Linked DNA regions of Sus scrofa: region 1 is linked to region 2. A link is a contact called in public Hi-C data. All regions are on one chromosome and are shown on one strand. The core of a region is the stretch at or near the end of the contact, and the rest is flanking DNA. Distances in the headings are between cores, read along the strand shown. Region 1 holds the start of MAGOHB (protein mago nashi homolog 2). Region 2 holds the start of YBX3 (Y-box-binding protein 3).

Region 1 (5,507 bases), core at 1,347-3,846, 88 kb after region 2:
GTGAGCTGTGGTGTAGGTCACAGACACGGCTCAGATCTGGCATTGCTGTGGCTGTGGTGTAGGCCTGGCTACGGCTCTGATGAGACCCCTAGCCTGGGAACCTCCATATGCCCCAGGCTGCGGGAGCGGCCCTATAAAAGGCAAAAAGACAAAAAAAAAAAAAAAAAAAGCACATCTTGTCACAAGCCTTTCCAGATATATCCCCCCCTTTTTTTTTTTACCAACTATACTCTTTTGCATTTTGTCTTTATTTTTTATTTTATTTTATTTTTGTCTTTTTGCCATTTCTTGGGCTGCTCCCGCGGCACATGGAAGTTCCCAGGCTAGGGGTCGAATCAGAGATGTAGCTGCCAGCCCAGGCCAGAGCCACAGCAACGCAGGATCCGAGCCGCGTCTGCAACCTACACCACAGCTCACGGCAACGCCAGATCATTAACCCACTGAGCAAGGGCAGGGACCAAACCCGCAACCTCATGGTTCCTAGTCGGATTCGTTAACCACTGCGCCACGATGGGAACTCCGATATATCCCTTTTTTAACTTCTTTTCCCCAGTAAAGGGATTTGTTTTGTTTCTTGTGCTGTCCTACAACCATTAAAAGAAAATTTCTTTCTTATAGTATTGCTTCCTTGGGCTAACATGTGTCTACATGTTTGTTTTCCAGACTACAAGCAGAAAGGACTGGCGTTAACAGTGCCCAATCATTTTTAGCACATAGGAAATGCCTCTTACAACTCATAATGTTTCATAAATATTAAATATTATTTTAGGAGCATTATCTCATTTGATCCTCTCAATAATTCTGTGTGCTTGTCAATTTGATTGTAATAAATTCATTTGGTTGATGAATAAACAGGCTTAGTGTCTTAACCAATGTTAGGTCTGAGGTAAGTGAGGGAATGATTCCTGGTGTTTTTTTTTTTGCGTTCTGGCGGCATGTGGAAGTTCCCAGGCCAGGAATGAACTCACGCCACAGCAGTGACCCCAGTAGGTGCAGTGACAAGGCAGTTTACTTAACCTGCTTTGCCACAAGAGAATTTCCCCCAGGTCTTTTGACTGTTACTCTTTTTACTAAATCCCACTGAAGGCTAAAAGTCATTCAACAGGCAGGACCATTCTGTGTGATGGTAAAAGAAAGGTGATAATATTTGAAAAATAGGGTTTGTGTAAAGCTCACTTTGTCTTTCCTCATTCGTTGAAACTCACCCAGATAAGCATTCCTTCACTAATTGAATTTTAACTCTCCCATAAGAAACATGGGCTAAACCATTAAAATTGCCAAAACTCCAGAGGCCACCGAGGATAAACACTTATTCAACGAAATGTTTTACTATTTAAGAAACTCTTTTATACCATGATTGTCAGAGATTTTCAGTTTCAATGTACCTTTCATCAGGCCTCCTGTTTGATGGATTCTTTTTACTTTGCTTTTATTATTATTAACCTCTAGATGCTAGATAACTAGCAATTCTCGTCTGAAGAGGAAAGGCCTGTGTTAAGAATCCAGCAGGAGGAGTTCCCGTCGTTGCACAGTGGTTAACGAATCTGACTAGGAACCATGAGGTTGCGGGTTCGGCCCTGCCCTTGCTCAGTGGGTTAACGATCCCGAGTTGCCCTGAGCTGTGGTGTAGGTTGCAGACGCGGCTCGGATCCCGCGTTGCTGTGGCTCTGGCGTAGGCTGGTGGCTACAGCTCCGATTGGACCCCTAGCCTGGGAACCTCCATATGCCGTGGGAGTGGCCCAAGAAATAGCAAAAAGACTAAAAAAAAAAAAAAAAAAAAAAATCTAGCAGGAGAGCGGGCTGTACTTCAAATCTTGCCGTTCTAAGGTTGTATCTTTTTTTTTTAATTTCAGTAAAATCATGTTTTGTATCTTTTTTTTTTAATTTCAGTAAAATCATGTTTTGCTTTGAACATATATATTTTATATGTATGTGCATTTTAATTCCCACTTATTTAACATGTGTTTTGTAGTGATAATTTCGAATATTCACATTTTTCTTTCCTGTTATTACTTTGACAGTATGTTTTTACAGGACTTGACTACGATTTTCTCTAATGTCTTTACATTAATCTTTGATAGTGAAAGTACTTTGTAGCAAACTAACAGAGAAAAAATATGGGCTTTAGTGTTAGGCAGACGTAGACTTGAATCTTGGCTCTCAAAATTTTGTTGTTGTTGCTGGGCAATGACCCAATTATCCAAACTCTCAAAGCCTGTTTGCATTTGGTTTTTGGTCTGTAATAGGAAAATGTTGATACCTCACAGGCCTGCTGTGGATATTAAATGAAATAAAAAGCAGAGAAAGTAAACTTTAGTACCTTGTAGATGATAAACATGTAAGATGTTTGCTATTCCAGTTTTCAGGTTTAATCTTTATTCATCCCACTAAAAAAGGGGAATAAGGCCACACCCACTTCAAGGGATGCTCCTAGAATTAGAGACCCGACCAGAAAAGCCAGAGCGATTTGCAAACCTTAGCTCGAAACCCATAACAAATGCTTGCATATGCTCACACTGCTGTTCTTTCCTAATATAATATGACCTATCTAATTTTGAACATAACGTACTTTTCATTCTAATAAACCAAAGTCCACATCGCTGCTGCCCTCCCACGGCGTCGCCTAGTCTCTCTCGCGAGACTCCGCCCTCCGGTTTTCCTCTGGGGATGCGGGAGGCGGAATGGCCGCGCTCGCAGTGACGTGTTTATCCTGAGCGTCTGACGTCACTGCCAGGCGCCCTGTAGCACGTTGGCCGGGCCTTCGGCGGGCTTTTCGGGGACCAAGATGTCTATGGCCAGCGATTTCTACCTGCGCTACTACGTAGGACACAAGGGCAAGTTTGGACACGAGTTTCTGGAGTTCGAGTTTCGGCCGGACGGTGAGTTGAGCCGCTCCTGAGCGGTGCTGAGCTGGGGGAAGCGAGGCGGAGAGGCCGCGGAGGAGGCGGTGTGGGGAGGGCGAGCCTCCGCGGGCTTGGCGAGAGTGCGTTGGGGCTGAGGAGCTTAAGAATATCGGAGAGTATATTGGTTTTGTGAGTAAAAGGTAACTAATCGGTGTAAGTTATTTCAGAAAAGTCTATACTGCCAGATACTAAAATGGAACCTACAGTAATCAGAATCCTAGAATCTGCTCACCAGAAGGGACCTTAAAGGCCATCCAATTAATCGACCTAATACTCGAACGTTTTATGAGAACATCCCCGCCACGCGGTGGGCCTGTGGATGCTTAAATCTTGCGGTGAACAGTAACTTTCGAACTACCCATGCGTCCGTTTTATTCATTCATGCGCTGTATGTAAGGCAGCATGAATAGAAAAAAAAAAAATCTGCTGTTCAGAACTGGAAGCGGGACATGTAAAAGAAATGAGTGTAACGATGTATTCTGGGTGCTTAAATATAGTTGTTCCATGTAGCATGCGTTGAAACTCCAAAAACGGGGGAGTGGTTAGTTCTGGATGAAAGAGTCGGGTCATCTTTAGAGAAGGTGACAGTTGAGATGAGTCTCAAAATGAGAGTAGATATTGTCTTGGACGCTGAGGGAAAATAAAGGAGTCGGACTCCTGAGAGCTGCAGGAGCCGGTGAAAGTGCCTGCTGCCCAAGTAATGGCAGCAATTTACATCTTTTGACAGCTCTGATTCTCTTTAGATAGTTGTACTGTATATAGAACTCTTACTGTAACAAGAACAGTCTTGTTAAAAGCGGCATAGGCTTTTCTTTTTAGAGTGCATGTTATGTGCTGGGCAACATGTAAAAACAAAAATTGAGGTTATATTAATGCGTCGGGTTCTTTAATTCCCCTCAAGGAATTAAATCTTGCTGAGTGACACAAACGTGAAACTAATCATAAGGCAGTTCTGATGGTAAGTGCTGTGCTCATGCTTTGGACAAAGTTCTGTGAAAGCGCAAAAGAAAAATTAGGGGAGGATCACATATTAGAAAAATGAGAGAATATCAGATATTTTAGGTAGAAGTCAGGGTAGCTACATCTAATTATTTAGAAACCTTAATTACCTTAGTCTCCCTCATTCTACCCAAGTCTTTTCTAAATTTAGCTAAGGGGCCAGATTTACCTGAATTCTTCATCTGTATTTTTGGGTTTTTTTTGTTTTGTTTTGTTTTGTTTTTGTTTTTTTGTCTTTTTAGGGCCGAACCTGGCGTATGGAGGTTCCCAGGTAGGGGTCTAATCAGAGCCGTAGCCGCTGCCCTATGCCAGAGCCACAGCAACACCAGATCCTGGCCGCGTCTGCAACCTACGCCACAGCTCATGGCAACACGGGATCCTTAACCCACTGAGCAAGGCCAGGGATTGAACCCACAACCTCATGGCTCCTAGTCTGATTTGTTTCTGCTGCACCACGAAGGAAATGCCTTCATCTGTTCTTTATGTGATATTGTTTTCAGGACTTTTGCCTGTGAACAACTATCAGTGTGTCTGTATCACTTTTAGCCAGTCACATAAATTAGGTAGTCTAATATTATCAGGGAAATTTCATTCCAGGACAATAGCTCTCATCTGCCACCCCACCATTCCACATACTTCTGTCAGTAATAATGAGTCCTATAAACAATGATTCCTAAGGGACCTCATCAGGGTAACCTATCATTCTAGAGGATAAAGATCGCAGTACATCTTGGAGTTCCCCTCCTGGCTCAGCAGAATCAAATCTGACTGGTATCCATGTGGGTGCAGGATCAATCCTGGCCTCACTCAATGGGTTAAGGATCTGGCATTGCTGAGGCTGTGGTGTAGGCCAGAGGCTACAGCTCTGATTCGACCCTAGCGTGGGAATTCTGTATGCTGCAGATTCGGTCCTAAATAGACAAAAAAAAAAAAAAGTTAACAGTACACCTGTACCTGGGCAACTGACTGAGGAGAGGCATGCCTCAAGGAGTACACCTAAATTTGTATATATCAGCTAACAAAACGGCCAGTTTTATCCAGAAGCTGCACATAGTTGGTATTCTTCTTTACCATAGTTCTAAAATATTAGCATTGCCATAATACATACACACATTCATTTGAAGGAAAATAATTAAAAGAACAGTGGGGAAAGCATGAGTATTAAGAAGGTATATCTAGATTTGAATCTTGTGTGACCCTGGGCAAGTTATTTAACTCCCTGTTTTCTCAACTGTGAATAAAGAATAAAACCTACTTTTTATTTATTTTTTTTCAGATTAGGTTAAATGCTCTGGGTAAATAACTTAGCAAAAATAAGACATATAAACTTAGAAGAAATATTAGTTCCATTTTCAGATTCCCTGTTGAGATCGTGATATAGATTAAGAAAATGGGCCTTGAAAATGACCCTCCCATTGTATAATTATAATTGAAGGCATGAATTTAAAAAGTTGCCTGGCTTCAACTTAGCCAACATATATCCAGCATTAATCTTATGCTAGGAGGTAGGAAATATTAATACAAGTAATAGTATAAAATGGTTTCTACCTTCAAAATTGCTTATAGTGTCATTATTTTATTTTTTAGCAGTTTTTGCTATTTAGA
Region 2 (5,039 bases), core at 1,708-4,207:
AGCCTCCTGGAGATCCTGTGCCACCAGTGGCTTCAGGGAAGCCCTTGAGAAGCCCTGCATTGGTGGGGCTGGAGTCTGAGATCTCCAGTGGAGCTCTCCAGCTTTCTCTCCCCTTCCAACAGTTGTGAAACTCTCTGTTCATACTAGGAACAGCGTGGCTTTCATTTTCGTGACCAAACCTGTCATAGCTTAAAAAGGATTGCCATCACCAATTAGGTTATGATTAGATTGTGATTCTTTTTCATTGTTGTTCTTAACCTCAAATTTAAGAAACGATGTTTTCTTAGAATAGAAATGAAAAAAAAATGAGTTAACAACATGAAAAAAACCTCAGAGCAGGCTTTAGACCAACATTAGATACTCATAATGTAGCACTTAGGTGCATAGTATATAGTTTAATAAATATGTGCTAATGCATGAGCATATGGATTAATGAGTAAGCAAAGGAATGGAAAACTGTGTGCATCCGTATCAAAATTGCTTTCTTGTTATGATTATTAAAACAACAGATTATATTTATTTTAATTAATTCTCTCTAGATTTATTTAGCACAGTACCAAGAACTCCCAGCTGCTTGCTGCTTTTTTTGGATGAAAACGATGAGTAGTTTTGGGAGTCATTCCAGCACAAAATTCTAGGAAATCCCAGGATGCATCTGTAATTATTTTAGGGTCTTCCAGAGGTTGGAGACCACACCTGTTAGTCATGAATTATTTTCCAAGGGTGAATATATATATAGAGAGAGAGTGGTTTTGGCTATTAGATTGGAGTTTGAACAGTTCAAGCCCTCATTTTTTTCCTTGCAATCCAATTTTGCATAGCAATGATAATCATTTTGTTAGATAAGAAAGTCAATGGCCAATCCTCACCAGAATAAATCATGCATATAATTTTAACTGACTATACTCTTTAAAACTAAGAAATAATTTAACCACACTTAGAATCAAACTAGCATTTTTTTAACATAACTACATATAGATAATATCACTGTATGGTCCATATTACAGTCTAAAATATGAATTTAACATTAACACCTTTGTCAATTAAAAATTTAAAAATATAGATGAGTTACATGGAAAAGTCAAATATTCCATATTTTTTTTTAACTACATATAGATAATATCACTGTATGGTCCACATTACAGTCTAAAATATGAATCTAACATTAACACCTTTGTCAATTAAATATTTTAAAATATAGATGAGTTACATGGAAAAGTCAAATATTCCATATTTTGCTTTTTTTTCCTAAGAATTAATTTTTAAGTTGTATTTTTCATGGATGGAGTAAGAAAGCAATAAAGCAGGGCATTACAATTATTGATAATGCTGGAATCTAATATACAACACAAATGAATCTTTCCACAGAAAAGAAAATCATGGACATGAAAAACAGACTTGTGGTTGCCAAGGGGGAGGGGAAGGGGGAGGGAGTGGGATGGATTGGGAATTTGGGGCTAATAGATGCAAACTATTGCCTTTGGAATGGACAAGCAATGAGAGCCTCCTGTACAGCACTGGGAACTTTGTCTAGTCACTTATGATGGAGCATGATAATGTGAGAAAAAAGAATGTATACATGTATATGTAACTGGGTCAGCTTTCTGTACAATAGAAAATTGACAGAACACTGTAAACCAGTTATAACGGAAAAAATACAAGTCATTATTTAAAAAACAATTATTGATAATGAATGTGTTCGTAAGTAAGTGAGTGTGGAAAATGTTGGTCTTTTTATTTGTTTTCATTTAGTAAACATTTACTATGCTCTAACTCTGTGTTAGGTACTGTGTGCTAACCAGTGGGAATATAATGATGAATTACACCTGATAACTACCCTTCTGATGCAGCCACAGAACATAGAATTCTGGGGTCGGGCGAGGTTGGAGGGTGTAAATGATTTAGGGGAATAAGGAATGAAAAACGGAATTTTTCGTTAGACCAGACACTGGAGTTACATGTGATAATCCCATCCACGTTCCTTTGAGGAAACCAACTCTGGGATATTGAACACCTCGTCCAAGTTGACTCCATTAACTAAGAGCAGCACTAGAGTGTAAACCTAGACTTGCCTGGATCCTGGAGGCAAAGGACGCCTGATAGCCTGTATCCCAATAGTTCTTGAATACAGAGCACGGTCCCTCTGGCCTGGTGTTCAGCATGATCTCGTCCATTCTCCAAAGGCCATGTGAGCTCTGCAAACGGACTACCGTTTATTGGGTGATCCGTTTCTCTGTTACTCTCCTCCCTGAGGCTAAGAGGGCTCAGTTGCTTAAGTTTTCACTAGCTGGCAGGGGCAATTAGAGAAGAAGGTAAAATTTATCCTCCCCCCCAAGTATAGTATTATTACATATATATTAGCAGCTCACTATTTGTTGCCATTACATTGATGTAAACTCTGATATTTGCATTACTTCATGGAGGTTTGGACCTCAGTTTCCTCACCTGTGGATTATAGAAGAAACCATCTAACATCTTTCAAGAGGAAGTAGCCAAATAGCTTTAAGATTGTATAATTCCAGTTCTTCACTGCTGTATCAGAAACAGTTTTTCGTGCTTCATAAACGTTGCATGGATAACTAGAACGGATTTTAAAAGCCAGTATTTGAGAGAGAGAAGCGCCCGGTCATTTGGATGCCCTACTTTGCTCCTCCTAGAAGATGTGGTTAGGCAGGAGTGCCCCGCTGCCCGGCTCCAACAAAGGGCCGGCAGAGCGTGCTCGGCAGAAAACTCCAGAGTACCCTGCCAACCTCAGATCCACCCTTGCTTTCCTTTCCCGGCCACTCGGGCCCCTGCTCTCAGTCCCGGGCCGATCGGCGGGTGGAAAGGGCACCGGGCCCCTTTAAATGCTAATGAAGTCGATGCCCAACTCGGGAGCCAACTCTCTCCACCCTCTTCCCTCTCCGGCCGGTGCGCCGCCTAGAAAAACTTGCGCGGGGCCATTTTTGGGGCAGTAAGATCGAGCGAGGAGCCCAAGAGCGAGCGCACAGCCCGAGAGCTCGAGCCGCCTCCGCCGCGAGACCCACCTCGGCCGCCGCCGCCCGCGCCACGAGATCCGCACCGGCCTCCCCGAGAGCGAGCCCCGGCCGCCGCGACCTCCAGCTGCGCTAACCGCCGACCAACCGCCACCGAGGTGCCCGAGGGAGAGCGGAGGAGGCGGCATGAGCGAGGCGGGCGAGGCCACCACCACCAGCACCACCAGCACCACTACCACCACCACCACCCTCCCGCAGGCTCCGGCGGAGGCGGCCGCCGCGGCCCCCCAGGACCCCGCGCCCAAGAGCCCGGCGGGCAGCGGCGCGCCCCAGGCCGCCGCCCCGGCGCCCGCCGCCCTGGTAGCGGGCAACCCGGGTGGAGACGCGGCCCCCGCGGCCCCCACGGCCCCGGGCACCGCGGCCCCCGCCTCTTCGGCCGCCGCGGGCAGTGAAGACGCGGAGAAGAAAGTTCTCGGTGAGTCAGGCCCGGGAGGATGGAGGCTGCCCCGGGAGGAGCGGGCGGCCGCGGAGCACGTGTGGGCAGCTCCCACGCCTGTCCCGCTCCGCGGGAGGCCTGACAGCACGGGGTCCCCGGGGACCTCGGGTCCCTGGCGCAGGTGGCCAGTCCCCCAGGCGCTGCCAGGTGAGCGCGCGGCGCCCTGCGCTCCCCGCCGCCTGAGCGCGTCCCTTCAGGTCCCAGGCCCGTGAGGGACGGGACTTAACTTGGATCCCCTGGGCACGCACTGTCGCACACTCCCATGGCGAAGCATCCCTCCGGACAAAGGGGAAAGGAGCGGCGGTCGGGAAAGAGGATCCAGATTTGGGATAGATGCGGATGTAGGGATGGGACAGCACCCACGTGGGACGGGGACATAGTAGTCCTCGCCTAGGTTCTGGGTGAGGAGAGCATTTCCTTCGGGGGAGAGGAAGGCGCCGGACCAGACGGGAGGGAAAGGTGCAAAGGCATCTTGCTGGGAAGGCTCAGGTGTCTGTCCCTGACGCCCTTCCCACGGGGGCGCAGGAACGAGGCCACGCTTCTGTCGGCCACATGTCGGCGGAGAGGTGTTGCAATCCTCTCCGGGAAACTTGGGCTTTGGTCCCTCGTCCCCCTCCCTCTCTGCCCGCTGCTGCAAAGAACCAGTCAGTGTTTTCCAATCCCTACACATTTGCTTCTTCCCGGATTGTGGGAAAGCATTTGGTGCAGCAGCTGAAAAAACTTCGTCGGAAGTGTGGGTATGACGTTAGTTCGCAGCATCGTTATCTTGGGACTTGGAACTCCGGGAAGGAGATCGGAAGAGGAGCCATACAGGTCGGGGGTGGGGGAGCAGGGCATAACAAAAGGCGTCTGTGGTGGTTGGTGGTTTTATCGAATATTTCAGCATTCTCTCCTGAAGTAAAGCCCTAGGTGGGGCCTTAAACCGGTTTACAGAGCAGGTGGGTGGGGAATAAGTTCTCTAAAGGGTGTGTGCTGTAACATTCCCTCTTTTTTTAAAACAGGGAAGGTAAGAGATGCTGTGGGATGCTTCCAAGAAGTTTTCAGTATTTTGGATAGGGCATGTTTGATCTGAGTCTTGCTTGCCCAGTTTTCGAAGAAGAAAATTGGGGGAATAATGTAAAGAAAAGTTTAATAAGATTCCGATTCCATGTTTCCTGCCTTGAGAGGCCTCTTTTCATGCCCCCCCCTTCCTCCCCTGGGCTAAATTTTATTCAGTTAACTGTCAAACAGCGTGCTAAATGTAATATGTGTAGGGTTAAGAAGCCAAATAGCTCTCATATCGCTGGACTTAAAAGTTGCTTTAAGTCTAGTAAGGTTTGCATGGTGATATAGTTTCCAACAAGTGTTCCTTGGAACACTTCCATGCAAAATGCCAGAGAGGCAACCTTGGCCTACCCAAAGCAGTGTTAAGATCTATTCTTAATGATAATTTATTTGCCTTTAAGGGAGATTTTGCAGCTTTTCCCTTGATCTGACTAAACTTCTGAATTTTAAACCGAAGCAGATATCTTTAAAGATGAAGGAAACAGATAACATTAAAATTTCCTCAACCACCAACTGCTTTTAAG

The links. Hi-C and Micro-C count contacts between places; a contact is called where the count stands out from the background.
Region 1: a Hi-C map of heart right ventricle shows a contact between it and region 2, with 2.3 times the contacts expected there. The contact joins the promoter of MAGOHB here to the promoter of YBX3 in region 2. A contact is called at or near these places in 2 of 47 Hi-C or Micro-C datasets (embryonic fibroblasts and heart right ventricle).

What each region holds. Positions count from the first base shown.
Region 1 is chr5:61,423,103-61,428,609 of Sscrofa11.1, forward strand. It overlaps MAGOHB (protein mago nashi homolog 2), which reads left to right and starts at 2,597. Exons shown (of 5, transcript XM_013988371.2): 1 at 2,597-2,879. The coding sequence starts at 2,786.
Region 2 is chr5:61,334,911-61,339,949 of Sscrofa11.1, forward strand. YBX3 (Y-box-binding protein 3) reads left to right here and starts at 2,958. Exons shown (of 10, transcript XM_003126475.3): 1 at 2,958-3,450. The coding sequence starts at 3,162.